3 separate regions of the Mus musculus genome follow, and regions 2 and 3 are each linked to region 1. Evidence: chromatin contacts called from public Hi-C data. All regions are on one chromosome and are shown on one strand. Each heading gives the region's core, a stretch centred on a gene start, on an enhancer-like site or on the middle of the called end of the contact. The rest is flanking DNA. Distances are from core to core; before and after follow the strand shown. Region 1 overlaps Gng12 (guanine nucleotide binding protein (G protein), gamma 12). Region 2 holds the start of Gng12 (guanine nucleotide binding protein (G protein), gamma 12). Region 3 overlaps Gm29928 (a long non-coding RNA gene).

Region 1 (2,589 bases), core at 24-2,523:
AAATCTGAAGAGAAGTTTTAAGAAGGTGAACAGCATTTCCTTTGGGTTATTTGAACCTTTATTAAAATGGGTTACTTGAAGGAGACTGGCTGCATATCCCCAAATATCCCAGCCAGAAATGCCCTGCAGTAATTTTGGTGACGATCTAGATGTGCCAGAGTATCTACAAAACCTTTCTGCAGAAATTTAGCACGAATCAGTTTACTCTGTGTGCGCTGACATACTACAGAAGTGTCCTTTAAAGAACTTCCTAAGAAACAATGAAGTAGTTAAAGGACCTACAGCAAACATAAGTGTCCGGCAGCAGAGCATGCTACCATCACCACAACCCATAAGAGAAGGCTTCATTTCTATTGGTCTGATGAAAACTTCAAGTCGCAGGAAATGATGAGAAAGTCCTCTCCTAAAGCACTCTACACACAGGGCAACTGTTAGGGGACATCAGATGCGCAGTAAGTTTAAGACTATTGGTAGGTAAAGTCCTTATTTAAAAGGGAGTTAGGGGGAACTTCCAGCTGAAGGACTCTCCATGATAGATCTACAGTAAATGCCAAATGTATAATAGCCTGAAATGTTATCATTCCTTCCTGCTTTATCCCAATGGCCAAGACCCTTGCTCAACCTGCCCTCTAATGTTAGAGGGTTGACCCTCCTCTCTGGCCTGAGCCTTTGGATTCTACTCCACCCTGTTGCCTTGTCTGTACAACCAGATGATGCAAAGCAGTGGAAAGAGCCTGGCCCTTGAGCTTTGACCTGTCTGCTTAGCCAAGGGCACCATTTCAAGAGGAGGGCAGGTCCAGGGCAAGTGCTGCCTGGTGCCCCTTCCATATATGGTTACATTCATGCCTAGAGTGGTGGCAACTGGAGAAAAAGGCTGAGCTGGCAGGAAGGTGGCAGTTTCATGACTCATGGGAGCAGGTGGGCAGTAGGTGTGCCTCCCTGGCACTATGTGAGGACTCAGCAGTCTAGGGCACCATGGCGCCAGTAGCAAACCCAGGCTGACTCATTCTTTGGGAGGGCTTGCTGCTGCACAAGACTTAGACTAGACAAGGTAGAAAAACCCAGTAATATAGACCGAGTGAGTGACTGGAGACACAGATGTCTCCAAGGGCTGAGTCAATGATCTCAGAGGGCTGAACCCTTTGGTGTTCATTTTTACACATTTATATGAAACCAAAACACATTCAAAAACCAGAGCCAATGATATCCCTTCGATCGGTGTGCAGGACTTTGGACTAGGCCTTGGCTTGGCGTCGCGTCGGGCTTCCAGGTACCAGGCTTGGCTGCTTCCCTGCAACTAATCAGGAGGTTGAGAGTGGGCAGGTTGTTTCACTTTGACTGTTTATCTTCTCGTTGGTAAGAGAAGGGCACCATTAGCCACCTCCACAGCTTATGCAGATCTAGTATGGGGTCCAGGACAATGGTGGTCTACAGACTGCAGCTGTGGGCAGGACTGGAATCTCCTCCCTCTTCCCCTACCTGCTCAGTGAACCTCAGGGCTTCTGATTAATTTGGTCGAGGCAGGGCCCTTTCCAACAAGTCATTAGGCAATTTTGCCACATCAGTATCAGGACAGAGCCAAAGGTGTGGTGACAGTCACTAGGAGATTAGGGGAATAGGGAGGCCCCAGTAGGACAGAGGTACAAACAAGGAAGTGTATGGCAGGGCAGGGTGGCCTTGCCTGGTCTTGAGGCCTTAAGTGACCTTAATTCAACACACAGACTAACAGACTCTTCCTCAGCTTCCAGACATGCAGCCCCACCCAAGAGAGAGGCTTAGGGTCTCCAGGGGAGCAGGAAGGTGCCTCCCATCACAGACTTGGCCCACATCCCTTAATATGCATGCAGGCCAGGGTCTATTAATCATGGTCTGAAGTGCCGGCAAGGCATGGGCAGCCTCACCTTGCACAGAGTGCAGGGCCCTGACATCTGTCCCTGCAGCCTGGGAGCCTGGACTCTCTTTCCAGTTGGAGGTTGGTTGAATGTGACCCTGACTCTCTTTCTGCATGGCTGTGGTTTGTAGGCTTCACCTTCAGGGTTTCACTATGTTCCCTTCCCATGGGAATCATGCCAAGCATTCTCTTTTTCTCAACCTTCAGGTACAGTTTCTAAGGCCAGGGCAAATTTTCATGTAACTGCAGTAGAGGTCACACACGGACACCGCTCATTGCTCTTACCTGTGTGCCATCAGCAAACAATCCACAGTCCAGGTCTATTTATAAAAGCTTGGGAAGTGAAGTTCCCTCTTTCAGTGAAGATAGCTACACAGAACTACACAGTGGGGTGGGGGTGGGGTGGGGTGGGGTGGGGTGGGGATGGGACAGCGACTTTTTCCCTTCCCCGACTGTCTTACAATTAATATTTAAACCAGTTAGCTTGTAAGTCAAGACAAAAGAAAATGAAAGCGATAAAAACAGCAATCCACAATTCATTCCTGTCCGTTCAGGCCTCTACTGCTCCTTAGCTGGACTTGGTCAGACTCCTAGCCCCTCACTCCCTGCCACGGGGAGATCGTGCAGGTTCCCAGGCGCTAAGAGGTCCATACATCACTTGGATATTTTTCCTACTCTTCCTTTCCTCTACACCTCCT
Region 2 (2,589 bases), core at 48-2,547, 120 kb after region 1:
GTAATTTACATCCATGGTTTGAAGTGCCAAGCAATGGTGCAGCAGGGTGACCAGCACTCTCAAAACACAGCCAAGCTATTGCTTTAAACATTGAGAACACACAGACACAGAGCCTGGCTCTGACAACATCCAAAAGATTCATTATAGACAATCTATTCAGGAGACGCTACGATCGCCCCAGGAAATATAAACAGTGTCTAAAGAGCAGTGGGGAGAGGAAATAACTGACCGGAATGAGACGAATCATGTGAAGTCCGTCCAACAAGGCCTAAGACATCCCCAGTGTTTCCACTTGGAGCTGCGTTTAAACGTGCCCTGGCACATGGGCACAGATCTCCCCTCCAGCTCAAGCGTGGGGCTGCGTCCTTTCCTACCCACTTGTTTGTGCACAGCCACGCCCGCACAGGAGGACCACGAGACCACAGGCCTCGGCAGATCCTTCCAGCTGATTTCCAGTTGCTTAAAGTTTAACAAGAATCACGGCTCCCTTTGTGAAAGTTAAGTCAAGTTTACAAGGCATCCACAGACTTAAAAGGATAAACGAGTGTCAGGAGACACTAGCAATGGCGTCTTAAAATGAAGTTTAATTGACAGGCCCTAACTAAAATAAAGAGGAGTTTTTTAAACCCACGGGCTAAGCTTCAGGCGCTACATTTAAAAAAAAATATAAAAAAAGCACACAAGGCTCAAGTTTGAACTCCGACCTTCCTGTTCCAGTCACCGCCGCAGGGTCCCTCGTGAAGTGTCACCCGAATTCTCTCCACGATCAGCTCCTTACCCGCCGCCACCCCCCTGTGAAGACCCAGTACCGAGGCTGCCAACCCACGCGCGTCTAGAGATCGGAGGAGGGGCGTGCGTGGCGGCTCCGACCGGCTCCTCCCGCACCACCGCGACCTGGCGGCTTTTCCCGGGCCTTCCTCCGGCGGGGCGAGGCCGAGCGAGGCAGCTACGGAGACCCAGCCTCAGGGGCCACTCGCGCCCCAGCGGGCTCTCGCGTCTGTGGGCCCCGGCTGGCCTCGCTCCCACTCCCCTTCCGCGGCCCAGAGCGCCCGCAGCACGCGCTTCCTTCCTCCGCTCCCTAGCTCCAGCCCGCTGCCAGCCCGCGGGACCCACAGGCGGCCCCGAAGTAGCGGCGACCGCCCCGCCCCGTCCGGTCCCGGCGCTACCTTGGCACTCACTCTTCGCCGTCGTCGCCGCCGCCGCCGCTGCTGCCGCCGCCTGGGAGTCCGGCTCTCCGCGCTCCCGGGACCGCCCGACCTCTCCTCCCTACTCCGCTCCAGCTCCTCCCCTCGCGCGTGGGCGGGGCGCACGGCCCGGTGGGCGGGGCTGTCGCCGCCACCCCCTCCGCTCTGGCCCACGGGCATGGGACGTGGTCGCCGCGCCCAACTGCGGCCGTCGGGGGTCAGGACACGCGTGCCCGCGGCTGGGTTGGTGCAGCTCGCTGCGGTGCGGTGGGCCCGGGCAACCACGCGAGGCCACCACCATACATCACCACCAGGACCACACACCGCAGTCCCCAGGCTGCGAAGATGAGCTCTGCCAAACCCCACACAAAAGTGGGGCTCTGATCCAGAAAGGTCTGAGGAAACGGCCACCGTCATATTTAAAGGACTCTGGGGCAACAGGGAGGTTGTTTCCCAGAAATGGAGGTAAAGCCAGATTATTGAATGTCCCAGACCGGACAGAGTACTGCATAATAAATTAATTGGACAGGTTGTTTTTTTGTTTTGTTTTGTTTTGTTTTGTTTTGTAAGCATTTAGAGTTTGGCAGGTTGAAGGGCTAGTTTTGCTTCCACAAAAGCTGCTTACAGCCATTCAACAAAACGAAGCACCTGTTGTGTGGGGTCAAGCATTATGCTAAATGTGATAGGAGATACCATCAACCTGAGGGGGACTTGCTTAAGTCCTGTAGAGATGGATGTACAGAAATGGTAACACTCAGCAGTTGGCTAGAGTACTCCAAGGTGTGAGTCACTAATAATCATCGTGATCTCTTTTTAAAATGATGCTACTATTGGGTGAGAGCAGGGGTCAGTAATTGGACTCAGTGCCAAGGAAGGGAGGGAGGGAGGGAGGGAGGGAGGGAGGGAGGGAGGGAGGGAGGGAGGGAAGGAAGGAAGGAAGGAAGGAAGGAAGGAAGGAAGGAAGGAAGGAAGGAAGGAAGGAAGGAAGGAAGGGGAAGGAAGGACGGTGGGAGGGAAACATGTTGGGGGTTGGGGGTGGCAGAGTAGGAGGGGAAGTTGGGTGTGATCAGGATACCTGTATGAAATTGTCAAAGAATAAATAAAATATATTATTTAAAAGATCAAACAGAAATAAATAAGTACTAGCATTGGATGAGGATGCACTGTTGAGTGGGTCTTGGGGATGCTGGGATCTAGGTACTGAATCCCACTGAAGGCTTTAAATTCACTCCTGTTTGCACTCTTACTCAAGAATGCCTTGCTTGGCCAGTGTGGTCTGAGCAGCCTCCAGAGGATGTTCTTGTTGAGGTACAAACCACAGCCTGCCTTTTATTTCCTACTTTCTACAGTGTTAGGAAACACTTGGCTGATTCAGATCGTGACAGTTTGAAGATGCACCCTAAAC
Region 3 (2,589 bases), core at 56-2,555, 88 kb before region 1:
TCTCCCTCCCCCTCTCCCTCCCCCCTCTCCCTCCCCCTCTCCCTCCCCCCTCTCCCTCCCCCTCTCTCTGCATCATCCCCCTTTTCTGATGCCAGCTGTTTTAGCATTTAGTATTGAGACCTAAGGGTTCCAGAGGAGGATCCAGATGTTAAGGAATTCAGTGGAGACCCCAGGGCTCCCTGGATGTTCCCATCAGCATTGGCAGAACAGTGGTTCTCCTCAAGGCTGTGAACAGTTTGAGAGTATGGGTGGCATCCTGCTCAAGTACCTAGTAGACACTGGCTAATAACAGGTGCTTGGAGGTACCTGTGCAAACTTGAATTATACCTATTCATTTAAGGCATTTGGTATGTACACCATGCTAGTCAATTTGTGAGATGTAAAGGACTGAAGGACCTGAAGGAGTTTGCAACCCCATAGGAAGAACAACAGTATCAACCAACCAGACCCCACAAAGCTCCCAGGTACTAAACCACCAACCAAAGAATACACATGGAGGGACCCATGGCTCCAGCTGCATATGTAGCAGAGAATGGCCTTAACTAGCATTCATGGGAGGGGAGGCCCTTTGGTGCTGTGAAGGCTTGATGCCCCCAGCGTAGGGGAATGCTAGGGTGGTAAGGCAGGAGAGGGTGGGTGGGTGGGGGAGCACCCTCATAGAAGCGGGGGTGAGGGGGGAGATGGGATAGAGGGTTTGCAGAGGGGAAACTGGGAAGGGGAATAACATTTGAAGTGTAAATAAATAAAATAACAATTAAAATTTGTATTCCTTTATAATAATAACAACAACAACAATAATAGTTAAGAGCTGAAGTCTCCATTGCCTGAGTTTTTATCCCGGTTCCTAGACTCTGGTAGACTGTCTTATTCACCCTGGCATCCTGTTGTCCTCAGAGGTTGGCAGGGAGCAGCCCTCAGCAGACTTGATTGATTAGCTGTAGCCCCACGTGTCTGGGCTGGAGGAGTTGATTCAGACAGGTCACTCATCGGCTCCCCTCCAAATCTGCCAGGCCAGCAAACAGCTCTGCAGAGTCATTCCCACACATGACTGTGGTCAGGCAGGAACAAAAGCCACCAGAAAACAACGCTCCACTCTTCATCCAGCTCTCTCCAATGAACTGGAGGATTAAAATGGGGTCACTGTTGTTCTGATCACATCTTCTTGTCAACGGAATTACAGGCTTTTAAGCCAAGAGTGACCGAATACACCTTTGCAGTAATCAGAATCAATGCTCGGACAGTGGAAGCAAAAGCCAGTAAACAAGATTGTGGTATGGACTCCCTTGACCTAGACTTTCAGGAAGGAGCTGACTCACTGCCCAGACCAGCACTCCCCGCATTGCTCAGAGCCAAACAAGCTCCTGTTTTCCCAGCTGCACGGCGGATGCCTTCACTTCTGAGCCGGCTGCCAGAAAGCAAGAGGAGAAACCCGAATTTGTTTTGCAAGGAGGAGCACTGCAGCTGGATTTTGTTTGTCCATTTTCACGAAGGGACAAGAGATATAAAAATAGAGGAAATTGGGCTTTTTAGTTACTGAAAAGGAAACAAATCCTCTTCTCCTGTTTAGCCATCTAGTTATGTTATTAGTTAGCTTACAGACTTCAGTGACTTACTTCAGACTCCTCGGTGTCAGTTCCAAGTCTTTTGAAACTTGTTTGAGATCTTTCCAGCCCCACCTGTCCCACTTCCTCCCACTAAGAACTGCTCTGGAGTCTTGCCAGGCTGTCCTCTGCGGTGTCTGCAGTGGTGTCTTCTGTAGTGCTGTCCTCTACAGTGCTGTCTCATCTGCAGTGTCTGCAGTACTACTGTCTTCTGCAGTTTCTGCAGTGTCTGCAGTGATGTCTTCTGCAGTGTCTGCAGTGTGTGTAGTATTGTCCTCTATAGCACTGTAGTCTACAGCGCTGTCATCTACAGTGCTGTTGTCTACTGTGCGGAGTTGCTGTCTTCAGTGCTGTTGTCTCCAGTGTTTTTAGTGCTGCTATCTGCAGTGCTGTCTCTGGCAGTGACCCACATGCTTTCGCACCTCTGTGGTTTGGCTCATGCTGTCCCTTCACCTTGGAATAGTCTTCTATGCAGTAGTCTTGAGGGAAATGCCAACTTGTCTTTTGCTTATTTTATTTTGGTGGTTTGCTGAGTGAAACCCAGGAAGTTACACAGACTGGCCATGTCCCCTAACACAAAGTTACAGCTATAGTCTTCTAACTCAATCTCTCAAGATAGATCCCAGAGTCTCTCATACTGTCCCTCACCTCAGCAGCAGAATCAGCAGTACCTTCGCCTGAGTCTCCACACCATGGCTTTGGTGTGTCTCCACTGGTTCTTATTTATTGCATTATCCATCCATTCATTCATTGAACAATATCCACTGACTTTTCTCTTTGTACCAGATAATATGGTAGTTCCTGGGGATCCATGTGATTATGTCTCTCTACAAAGGGGAGGTGGCACTCAAAAGAGTACATCAGCTTTTTACAGGGCAGAGTTCCACTTTTTAATAATGGTAAGTACTAGTGGTTTAAGAATTAAAGAAGGCCATATACTCCAGTCTGGTTGATAGATGATCTGGAAAGCTTCCTGGAGGAGGTGGCA

Evidence for each region. Hi-C and Micro-C count contacts between places; a contact is called where the count stands out from the background.
Region 2: a contact with region 1 is called in a Hi-C map of liver, with 1.8 times the contacts expected there. The contact joins the promoter of Gng12 here to the enhancer-like site in region 1. A contact is called at or near these places in 6 of 39 promoter capture datasets (the HPC-7 cell line, cranial neural crest, embryonic stem cells and 2 more), 4 of 484 Hi-C or Micro-C datasets (the MC38 cell line, liver and neutrophils) and 4 of 115 datasets of contacts at active chromatin or transcription factors (bone marrow-derived macrophages, embryonic stem cells and extraembryonic endoderm stem cells).
Region 3: a contact with region 1 is called in a Hi-C map of uterus, with 1.8 times the contacts expected there. The contact joins two enhancer-like sites. A contact is called at or near these places in 7 of 39 promoter capture datasets (the C10 cell line, embryonic stem cells, frontonasal cranial neural crest and 3 more), 3 of 484 Hi-C or Micro-C datasets (embryonic stem cells, liver and uterus) and 5 of 115 datasets of contacts at active chromatin or transcription factors (bone marrow-derived macrophages and embryonic stem cells).

The regions. Positions count from the first base shown.
Region 1 is chr6:67,013,140-67,015,728 of GRCm38.p6, reverse strand. It overlaps Gng12 (guanine nucleotide binding protein (G protein), gamma 12), which reads right to left. Exons shown (of 5, transcript NM_025278.5): 4 at 1-4. Among named protein-coding and RNA genes, the nearest start is that of Gm36816, 5.4 kb to the right of the region's middle. Within about 2 kb of position 1,273, at least 69 of the 459 cell types and tissues checked have an H3K27ac peak or open chromatin away from gene starts, as enhancers often do. A contact at or near this core is called in extraembryonic endoderm stem cells, liver and uterus, where this site is marked.
Region 2 is chr6:66,895,105-66,897,693 of GRCm38.p6, reverse strand. Gng12 (guanine nucleotide binding protein (G protein), gamma 12) reads right to left here and starts at 1,297. Exons shown (of 5, transcript NM_025278.5): 1 at 1,167-1,297. It overlaps 4930597O21Rik (a long non-coding RNA gene), which reads left to right. Exons shown (of 3, transcript XR_003956381.1): 2 at 677-1,649; 3 at 2,534-2,589.
Region 3 is chr6:67,101,422-67,104,010 of GRCm38.p6, reverse strand. Gm29928 (a long non-coding RNA gene) reads right to left here. Exons shown (of 2, transcript XR_377747.2): 2 at 749-2,589. Among named protein-coding and RNA genes, the nearest start is that of Gm29928, 11 kb to the right of the region's middle. Within about 2 kb of position 1,305, at least 213 of the 459 cell types and tissues checked have an H3K27ac peak or open chromatin away from gene starts, as enhancers often do. A contact at or near this core is called in liver and uterus, where this site is marked.